2 separate regions of the Mus musculus genome follow, and region 1 is linked to region 2. Evidence: chromatin contacts called from public promoter capture Hi-C data. All regions are on one chromosome and are shown on one strand. The core of a region is the stretch at or near the end of the contact, and the rest is flanking DNA. Distances in the headings are between cores, read along the strand shown.

The links. Promoter capture Hi-C pulls out the DNA fragments that hold promoters and counts their contacts.
Region 1: a contact with region 2 is called in a promoter capture Hi-C map of hippocampal neurons, with 3 times the contacts expected there. The contact joins two enhancer-like sites. A contact is called at or near these places in 2 of 39 promoter capture datasets (hippocampal neurons and liver) and 2 of 484 Hi-C or Micro-C datasets (cerebral cortex and muscle stem cells).

The regions. Positions count from the first base shown.
Region 1 is chr9:97,763,279-97,768,951 of GRCm38.p6, forward strand. The region is part of intron 2 of Clstn2 (calsyntenin 2); the gene reads right to left. Among named protein-coding and RNA genes, the nearest start is that of 4921534H16Rik, 240 kb to the right of the region's middle. Within about 2 kb of position 4,108, at least 4 of the 459 cell types and tissues checked have an H3K27ac peak or open chromatin away from gene starts, as enhancers often do. A contact at or near this core is called in hippocampal neurons, where this site is marked.
Region 2 is chr9:97,446,032-97,451,562 of GRCm38.p6, forward strand. The region is part of intron 17 of Clstn2 (calsyntenin 2); the gene reads right to left. Among named protein-coding and RNA genes, the nearest start is that of Gm25607, 9.2 kb to the left of the region's middle. Within about 2 kb of position 3,805, at least 9 of the 459 cell types and tissues checked have an H3K27ac peak or open chromatin away from gene starts, as enhancers often do. A contact at or near this core is called in hippocampal neurons, where this site is marked.

The DNA of each region.
Region 1 (5,673 bases), core at 2,858-5,357, 320 kb after region 2:
TGGGGGCAGCACAGCCTCCGCAGAGTGTAACTGTGTTTGAAATGTGCCCCTTATCAGATCTGTAATGTTGCCACATTATTTGTTGCTAGGCACCTGATCCTTCATGCGGTGTCTGATAGGATCGATGCAAGGGACATTGATGCAGGTTTAGCATCAAAAGTCATCAGGCACAGTGGGACTGGAGAATCAAACACTGTCCAAACTAAACTTGCAAAAAAACCCTTTAAGTCATCTTTAAAATATGAGCACTAGGTCCTCAGAAGCATGAAGACATCCTTTCCCATGCCCTTCTTTTCCACAAGCTCAAACTGATTTGCTGATCGCTAAAGTTTACTTCGAAAAGTTGGAGAAGGAATGATAAGTGGGGTGAAGGGCAGGTCATAGAGATTAGTTCAAGGAAATGAAACTTGCCACATTGCTTAATCCTACTTTAATGCTGTGATTTTTTTCAAATACCCCCAAAGCCTCTTTCTAAAATTTCTGCCTATAGATAAACATATAAACCACATACATTTCTGTACATATGTGCACGTATGAACTATGCAGCACACCTTAGGTGCTCTGGGGCCTCTCTTTGTGTTTCTTGCTCTTGGGTATTTGAAAATTGATAACTTGATCTTGTCAAACATTTAGCCTAGAATGAATTGTATATAATAGAATGAGATGGTGTTTTGGCTTGTTTATTTTTTGTTTGCTTTTTAAAATAATGATGATGGCTGACCTCTGGTTGTCAACATCACTAAATCTACAATCAACCCAAGCAGCTGGGCAGTCTCATTGGGGATTTTCTCGATAGGATAACTTGATGTGGGAACACCCTAAACCTGGATCATCTGAGGTCTGAATATGCATCTTAAATATGGGACACATCTTCTGGTGGCAGCCCATATACAAGGATATGAAAGAAGGAAGTATTTTGCTTTTTTCCTGCTTGCCCTTTTTTTCTTCCTGGCAAGTTCATTATCCGGCTGCTGAGACCCTTCTTTTCTAATAGTAAAGCCTACTTCTTAGGATTCCAATGAAGACTGAGCACCAGCTGAGACAGCCAGACTTAGAACTGAACAACTACAAGACAGCCAGTATTAGATTAGCTGGACTACAGCTTGTAAGCCACCGTGTGTGTGTGTGTATGTGTGTGTGTGTGTGTGTGTAATATAGTTGTGTGTATATATATTCCATGTGTACATATGGAATATATATATGTACATGGAATTCTTCCAGAGCAGTGTTTCTCAACCTGTGGGTCATGACCTCTTTGGGAGTCACATATCAGCTATCCTGCATATCAGACATTTACATTATGATTCAGTTATGAAGTAGCAATGAAATAATTTTATGGCTGGAGGTTACCATACCATGAGGTAAATTAAATGGTCATAGCATTGCTCTAGAGAATCCAACGGATATAATAACCTAACATGAAGATCTTAAATTATGAAAAGGAAACTGAGGCCAAGACAAGGTACAATCTACAAACTCACCCTGCTCAGGGTCAGAGCGGGCATCAGGCTGGCCTTCCCCATTGCATCTCACTGACTCCCCACAGAAGCCTGGTCCCATCTGTTTAGGGAACACGATCCCTCCAATTAAAGTCTACAGAACATAAAATAAAAATCATGTTCCCATTACAGTAGCAAGTAGATTCCCTGGATACTATCAATGTATTTCTTGGGAATAGGAAAAGGGAAAATGCTATTATGAATTAGGATCTCAAACTGTCCTAGGAAGCTGACTTATCCTCAGCTAAATGGCCTTTCAGTTTCTATCACCACCTAATCCCTGTCCCCAAATACCACTGTAATAATTATAAGTAGGTCTCTAGTAGCCTCCCTCTTCAAAACCACTGCATAGATGAAGACCACCAGGATCTCCCAAGAGGAAACATCCAGAGAGAAGAATTTTTCCCACCCATGGTGCTGAGGCTGCTTAGGGTTCTATGATTCTCCACAATGGATTTAGCAACAGAAACAGAGTGGGTTGATGTTTCCTGAAGCCCCTGTCGGCTCAGCTCAGGCAAATGCATGCCTTCCCTGAAGATTACATGAGAAAAACGGAAAAGCGCTTTCAGATTTCAGGCATGTGCATCTGTACCCTATCAGGGACACCTCTTCCCTCCAGGGTGCGAAGTATATTGGTTGGCTGGGCTCATTGCTACCAAACACCTGCATAAAAATGTGTAGCACTTCCAAATGTGTCTTGGGAACCAGATGTGCAGTGACTAATACATCTGTCACATATTGAATGCAGCCTCTTTGCTTGAGGAGCCAGAGCCTCATAAACACCCTGACTGCTCATGGGGCATGAGACATGGTGCAATTAGAAGGCGCATGCTAAGGGCTAGCAAAGGGTCAGTCCCTAGCCTCTTACTACCACAGTCAGCAAGTTCTATCTCGGTACTTCATTTGTGAGACAGAAAGAGTGGCAACATCTGCTCTTAGATAGTACACAGAGGTAGTGATGCACATGAGTGTTAGTGATGTGGCAGGTGTGCAATAAAGAATGGATCTTGGAAGAGACAAGGAAGGTTCTGCCTTGTTCACTATTATATCCCAGCACCTAGATTGTGGGGCCAGTATGCAATAGCAATGAGTGAGGGACTAAATGTCCAAATACCTATATGACTTTTGCTTTATAATCCTATCTGTGCTAATAAAAGTCCTTAAAAATCTATACTGGTAGAATTCAATTAATTAAAGGTCCACCACGAACATAAAATTAGCACTACATTCAAAGTCCATTGCTGACAAGCCTTCTTCTACATCCTGTCCTGAGTTCATACCCTTTCATCCCATTTGCCTCCTACCCACTGGTTTCCAGAGAGAACAGTGTATATGGGGGTACTCATTCCCTAAGCAAGAGGGCACTGTCCTGGGTGCCAAGTTGCAGGTTAGGCAGCATTGTAGATGCCTGGCTTCTAACAGACTCCACGGACTAACGAGAAACGGGTTGTTCAGTCTCACTTGGCACCCATGGGAGTTTACACAAAGCCACGGGAATGACCTATACTGCCTACAGCATGAAAACCTAACCCTCAAAGTAACTTACTTCCAGAATTGAGAGGAAAGGGATATATCTTAACAATGCACCAGAAATTAAAATCTACCAATGGCCAAAGCTTGGAGGAAGCCATTCTGATGACCTAAAAGTGCAAGGGATTAGAGTCTGTTCATTCCTAGTCTTCCTCCAGCCCAGAAGTGAAAATGCAATGTCCACCCAAATACTTACCATTTTATCTTTCGAGGTAAACCTAAATAGCGCAGTCCAAGTAATGTTCTCCAGAGCTAGATCAGTATTGACCCCTCGCTCTGGCTGAAGACCACCACAACATGGCTGGTCTTTGGTTCTGTAGAGTTGGAATCCCCTGCTTTCAAACACCCGAGAACAACGTGGGTATGAAAATATATAGGAGTGTCAGCTTTTTCCATTAGAAAAAATATGGCGCTGACCAGAAGGTCCTGTGCCAGTGGCAAAGAAGCAAAGCACAACCAAGAGCTACACTCTCTACATGCTGTCCCTTTGCAGGAAGTGACATGGCATGCTGGGGAGTGCTGTTTACAGTCACAGGTATAGTTTTTTCCTAAGTCCGTCCTGTGCTGTCACAGCATTCAGTGAGTGTTGAGCGTTGCATTTTTCCAAGTCCCCCCTGAGATGTACTAGAAAACTACGCAAGTTACTATAGGGCCTATGTAAATCCTTGTTTACATAGGATTGTGTTCAAAGTCAGGAAAGAATATAAATACACCAGAAGGTGAGACAGAAAACGATGAGAGGAGGATTGTAGGGGGGTGGGGAAACCACAAATCAGCACCATACTGAAATTTTACATTGTTAGCACAAATATAAAACGGATACCGGAGAACGGAGGCTATGTGAAGCAGAAGGTAAAAATGTCAAAGTAGCAAGTGCAGTGTTGGAACGCACCGTGAGCACAGGGGTCCAAAACATCATCTCTATTTGTGGGAGCAACATCAGTAAAGTAGAAGAGAGCTAGAGTAAACAAAACCTTGCCTAATAAAGAACAAAAAGACTGCGGTAGTGGTTAGATGAAGAGACTCCCTTGTATTACACTTCAAGGAAAGGAAACGGGTAAAGACATCCTTGCCCAGACACAGAAAGCTTCATTGTGCCTTTTCAGGTTACTGCAAACGATGCCAGAGACAGTGAACTGTTTATATAGAAAAGAAAAGCCAGGAGGTCTAGATCAGTGACAGAGTGCCCGTCTATTATGTACAAAACCCTATGCGTAATCCTCTTTATGAGAGAGAGAGAGAGAGAGAGGTGGGGGTGGAAAGGCTGGCAAAGAAATTAAATCAGAGCTTCATCTCCTGTCCTACATCAAAACAGATTTCAGTACGTTAGAGAACTAATTTTTTTTTAACATAAGCCTCAGATAAATTACAGCAGCATCTGCAATTTTGAAATGAAAAAGGTTTCTTTCACTTAGAGTAAAAATAATAGGGAGAATAGAAAAAAAACTAGTCTTGAAAGAAAACATAAATGGATTTATGCAATACAGCTCAAATTTTATATCCCATGCAACCTAATAAAAAGTAAAAGCCCAAGGGCCCGAAAGTTGTCTCAATAGGTAAAGATGCTTGCCACCAAGCCAAAAGACCTGAGTTCAAGCCCCAGGACCAAAATGTCGAAAGGAGAGAACAGTTCCCACAAGTTGTCTTCAGCTCTCCCATCTGCACACTGGCACATGTGCATGTGTGCCAACGAGTAAGCACTTGTAACAAAAATTAAAAGCACAAAGAGGAATAATTATGTTGTCAAAATATGAAAGGGCAAAACCTGGCAGGGTTATGATTAAAACGAGAAAGTTTGAGCTAGACCTTTTTATATTTTAATAGAGAAGAATCATCACTTTGATAGTCAGCATAGCAGATAGGAAGCTTACCAAACAAGAAATGCATAACTGTTTCTTCCATGTTCACACTCCCCAATAACCAACAAGATAGGAATTAAAATGTGGTTGCAATTGTGTTTAGTAAATTGGCAAAGCAGGGAGAAAAGCAATTACTTTCTTAAGTGGCGAGGAACCAATTTGTTCTGGACAGCCAGGCTCGCAGTGGAAATGACGGTGAGCACCAACAATGCCTGCGTTCGTCCCGTCATCTCAATTCCAAGGCATGTATTCTATGCAACAGTCAGTGAGCGGCTCAACATGAACATGGCGGGGTGTGCGCCGAGCTCAGAACGTTCCGTCCACTCTGCTCTTTGTAGGACATGGTAATTTTTAAAAATTACCACCTACATCAATCCACAGGTGTTCTGAACTTCTGATTCTCTTAGATGTGTTCAAAATGTCAAATTAGGCTTTTAAACAACTTCCCCAGGAAGACACCATGATGATGATGATGATGATGATGATGATGATGATGATGATGATGATGATGATAATCTGCCTTTAAAGACATTGAAAGACAGAGTATAGCAAGTATACCCCAAGATGAAGTTCAGAGAAATGTCTCTCCCAGCTTTGAAATTGTATCTTTAAGACTGAAAATGTGTTAGAAGAGGAAGGGTGAGTTATCTGTACTTCCTTTCTCTCACACGCTGAAGAACTGGCATCTTGAGGGCCAAGTTTCCCACAGAGGTCCACAGGGTGTTTCTGCAACACCCTTTCTCACGAGCCAAGCAAGCCTGGCAAGGAGGGGCAGCTGATGTTAC
Region 2 (5,531 bases), core at 2,555-5,054:
CTATTTTCCATCTATTTTTCTCCAGTCGCCTGCTATGCCTTTTCAGCATCCACAGCTCTTTCTGAGAAGCAGATAAGGTTGGAAACCTGGCAGGGAGCTTGATCCATCATCCACTTCTAGTGGTCCTGGCTTGTAAAGCAACTACAGAAACTGCCTCTACGGTCATATGGCATTATTTACCCATGATTCCTTTGACACATGAATATGCTTACATATAGAACAGTGCCCTGGCTTCCTGGTTGCTTCGGATGCTGTTGATCCTAATCAGCCTCCAGTTTACTCTCTACCTCTACCACCTTCTCATTTCATATCTCTTCTCCTCCTGTTCAAGTGACTCACCCGGGTGCCAAGTCTAATTTTCTTTGCCCAAAACTTTTGCTCCATTTCCAACCTTCTAGAGTGTGTCTGTGAAAGGGCCATCAATACTCCCTTCCAGAGCTCCAGGGCTCCTTTGCATCGTGGAGAGTGGGTAATGGTAAGAGCCACAGCCCAGCCTTCCCTGACGGCCAGGATGAATGCACTTTTGCCTCCAAAGATGCATGCATGCATGCATTTTACTCATGGTGAAGTGATGTGAGTCATGGATCCAGTTGAACCCTTACTCTTGGGCCCTTGAGGAATCCTTTCAGAGTAGAGGCTACCTCATTGTCCTTTTTCCACTCGGGGGGAGGGGGGTTGGAGTCTAGACCTAAAACCTGTGTGTTGATTCTCTGCCTTTGTAAATAGAAATAACCTCTTAGCTTCTTCTTGTTCTTCTTCTTTTTTTAATGACAGCTCATTCTGCTGAGGAAAAGAACCCTCAATATTTATGTGTTTGTGTCCCACTTCTGCTCTGAAATGCTCAGTTTAAAGGGTCCAGGTAAGAGAGGTACGTTTTCACTCCCAGATAAAAGAAAGCAAACATTAAAGCCAACATGATTTTGTTCCTGTGATTAATATCCAGCGCCAGCATTCTGAAGCTTCTCGTGTCTGCTGCCCTTGTCTCATCGGACTTTGGGGGATTGGGCTTCATAGCGATGAATCTTCCCACAGTATATCTGATAAAAAGGGTGGGTCAGGGGCAAGGAGCTGGGCTCATTAACAAATTAAAGCTCCGTTTCCTCAGTCCTATGACTCACAGGGTGGAAAAAGTGGGGCACATCATGGCCTGGCTGCCTTTGCTCCTGGTGTGGTGGGGAGGGCTCCTTTTACTGGTTCTACCTGGAAAAGATTACTTTGGGGGGAAAAAAAAGTCCCTTCCTGTCAGCTTCCATGAGGAAGCACAAAATATTGTCACCTGCTCTTTGCCCCTTCCACTCTTCTTCCCTCCCTAGTGATTTTGCAAAGGACAACTGCAGACAAAGAGTGGGCTCCAGGAACCTTTCTCCATCAGGGCATCTTAACTTTTCAAACCACACTTGTTCTCCGAGGCCAGGTGATCTCTGGGATTCTAGTCAGCCTTTGTTGAGCCCGTGCTGTGGGCCAGATGCACAGCTTTGGATGCCCTGGTTGCATCCAGGAGAAGGAGCAGCACCTGAGGCACATCAGTTACTCTTTTTGCCTTAGGGAGGTGGCAAGTGGAGGTGGGGAAAATTGGGGTCTGTACTGTTCACATCCAGTCATGTTTTTTTAGGGTACCCTGGGAAGATAGATTGTGGCTCTTGGAGTGTGGCTCTACCTTAGGGTCTGCCTGCCAAAAGCCCAGAAGTACCAGTTCACATATTCTGTTTGGTGACTCCATCCTGTGTCTCATTCCTTGACAGTCTGGTCTCTTCTTCGGTGACGTTCTATAACTCACTCAGCCTCTACCCCATCCTTCGATATCCTTGACTGGACCTGATCTCCAGCCCCAAAGCAAACTGTCTCCTCATCCTACATGAGCGAACCTGCCAAGGACAGTCCTGCTTCCAGATTACTCTCCATCACTTTCTGTGTTGTCCGATCCAAGGCTTTGGTAATAAATGGCTGGTGTGTAAGGGAAACACAGAAAATTGCCTTACATCTTGGGAAAGGAGTCTCAGCAGGAACTTTACTCAGAGAGGCCAGGCTGTGAAAGAAAAAGCCCTCTAGTGCTTCTCACAGGCAAATAACTGCCGTGTCCTATATTTTCTTTTCTGATCTCCCCCACCCATTTTATTCTGCTATAAAAAGGTAGACTCTAATTTCATAGAGATGTGTATTCTCAACGTGGTCTCTGAGCTGGCCTCAGGGTCCCTTTGGAGAACTTAGGGGGCTCAGTGAAAAGAGGCTGTCAGGGGTGACATGTTTCTGAGCAAAACCCGGGGTGGGGGGCTGGGTTTGTAGAACCTCACTATGACTGGTTCTCCTGGCTTATGTTCTATCGGTTCCTCTTCTATGCCCTGCCCTCTGACCTTGACCTTGACCTTGAGATCCTAGTATGAGACTTGACTTAGGTCATAGGCACAATGACTGACAAAATACAAGAAGTTCCAGCTGAAGGCTTATGGTGCTTACAACATAGATCTTATGCCATACGTCAGGAAGGGAAAATGGTGGGAACCCAGTACCTATATGGACTATAGGAATGAGATTCCCACTGTAGATGAAGCTGCAGCTTTGACTTTTCTTTTCCTTTTTCTCTTTCTCCTACTTTTAGCAACACGGGATACTGTCCTTCCAAGAGAAGCAGTCCATTACCCATCTAACTTAGTGTCTGAATTGTGACGGCATTTGCCATTCTCCCTCCTCCAAGTGCCAGCACAGGCTGGCCTCCACAGAGACAGCGCTGAAACCCTGGCCTTCCTAAGCTTTGTTCTCAGAGTGCAGCTTGCTGAAGCCTCACTTGTAGAGTGTGCCTTACTAGTTTCCGGAGTGCTGCTGAGACTGCGGCTGCAGCTGCCCTGCGGATCACCCAGCCAGAGCTCAGTCCTTCATGTGTGAACCTTGCATCAGGCGGGCCAGACCCTGGGCTTTGGCTGGAAGCCCCCTGGACCCACTTAAAGCACTGTTCATAATTTTCCTGGTCTACTTACCTACTCCTTCTTTTTGAGGACTACCTCTGTCTTAGCTTCACCAACTCTCAGCCATCAGGGGGGCTGTAAGCCTCTTGAACCCATTTAAACCACTGTTCATAATTTTCCTGGTCTGCCTGCCTACTGCTTCTATTTGAGGACTACCTCCATCTCAGCTTCACCAACTCTCAGCCATCAGCCAAATTATTTCTCTATAAAGGGAAAGGCTTTCCTCTACACATGACCCGAGCCATGATAACGAAGGAGAATTTCGGAGCATGTTGCTCACTTTCCTGGAGCTCTCTCTGCTCATGGAGGCCCTTCAGCATCCCTAGGATCATCCCTACCATCTGACTTAAACTAGATGACTGCATCTTAAACTTTCCCCCCGGCAGTCCTGCGTGTGGAACCCTCTGACACTACAAGAGCGGAGGAGGCTTCTCTCTAGTTCATCCTCTCTCTCCTGTTCCTTGGCTTAGAATCAAGCACACACGGGTGCTTGGTGAGGACTTGCTGAATTTATGGAACATAGGTGCAAACAGAGACTTCCATCTGCCTAGTGACTCAATGCAATCGCTCTCTGGCATGCTCATGGAGATAACTTCTGTCTCTCTTTGTTACCATGGGACAAAGTCAAGCTTAGCTCCTAATTTGTAGCTCCCGGAAAACACCAGCTTCCCCTTTCCAACCAGTGTCAGAAGGGAGCTAATACAGGGTAAACGTATAAAGTAAAACAAATAAAGACAGGCAAGTGAAGGTCCTGGAGTTGACTTGGAAACTTACACTGCTCATTCCCTTTGCCTCCAGCTGGACAACGGAACGTGGTGACATGAAAATTAAACCGTGCCAAGGGCTTTGGCTTGTCAGCCTCGATAAATGTCTGGCACAGATAGAGAAGCCTGCAACATTGGAACCTGGCTGAGCATATTGCAGGAGGCTTTGGGGATCCTCCAGAGGCCATATGTTCCGTGAACATCACCCACTTTTCTAAAGAGTTAGACTTATTCGCTCACTTTTTTTTGCAAAGCCTATCTGGTTAATTTAAATGGGGAGATGATTAAGAAAAAGCACTCTTTTCTTTGCAGCTAATATTGAGTCATAGAGGCAAGGAGGCTGTTAATTTTGAAGTGTTGCTGGGTAGGGCTTTCTGCTGATTGTGTTGCTATTGATTTGAACAGCCACAAGTCTTTAGGATCATTTTTAGAGCGAAGACATGAACAGGGCTGAAATGAAAATCAGTCCCAGATAATGAACACTCCTGCTTAGAAATCATTATGGACTGAGCCCTGCCAGGAAGGTGCTTAGCCTGGGGAGTTAGCACTTGCCACAGCAGAGGAGGAAGCCCCTGTGCTCAGTGATTACCCAGGTCTCTGGGTCTAGGCATCCAACCCTTAGGAATATTTGTCTGATTTCTTCAATTCAGAAATAACAAGTGGGATTTTGGTTGCTCATTTACCGGTTTCTTTTGCGTTTTCTCCAGTCTCCTGTGAACTTCTAAGAGAGCTTTAATGAAAGAACCCAGAGTTTTCCAGCTGTTCAATTCAAGGCAATGACCACTAGGGAGCTGTTGGGTGTTTTCTTTGGGGTAGAGGGATGGGGGAGGGATGGATGCTTTTTATGTATTGAGGGTGAGAGTCAGCCTCACATGGATCTGCCTAGTGGCTAGCTTTCTAGATGTCTAGCAGGCTAAGTTTTGAGTAGAAAATGAGAAATAAGAGAGTAAAAAGTTTATGACATGAAAATTCAATGAATTCAAGTAGCCCCTTTTTCCCTTCAGTCTCATAGATTAGTTTTACTGGAAAGTAGATGGCGGGACTAACTGGAGTGTTCCTTTGCTTGGGCACTGTATGAATCTGCTTCCATGGCACCAGGCAGGGTTTAGAAGAGTAACATTGAGAACAAATGGCCCTGCACAACCCTAAGGCTTTCTTTCCTCTCTGGATCTCTATAGATGGTTTGCTGATCTCTGGTACACGGGAAGGGGGCGCTGTTTTTCTAACAGTGGTTATCTCCATGGAGACTTGGTGGGTGTCCCTTGAGACAAACTCTCTTGTTAAGGTCAGAAAATTTGGTCTAAACTGTGAGTGGTCAAAATGAATGGTTAATTCAATAAAGTTCTCAGAAAGTTCTGCCACAGCAATCATAGTCCTTTGTACCTGTGTGACTTGGGGCCTTAGTCAGACTTACAGAATTTGCTTAAATCTACTTGAATACACTCAGGATTCCTTGAGACACTTCTTCAGTGGGTTTAATGGCTTTTCTCCACTGGGGAAACTCACTGGCATCCTCCTGCTTCTCCTCCTCCCAACCTTCTGAGTTACCTGAGACTCGCAGCCCACCTATCTTCAAGCTCTGAAGAGCAGACCCAGGTTGTCCATTTGGCAAGAAACGCAATGGACGAATCTATGGCCACACCTGTCAGTTCATTCTCTTCGGGGCGGAATCTGCCTTTCCTTGGTTGCTCACCTCTTCCTAGGGGTCCCATGGTGTCCAGGTCATCTGGGAACTTTGGTTTCAAGATACCATACTCTGGACACTGGGAAAAGCCAGTGTGATTAGTGCCTTGCATTCCTGGTCAGA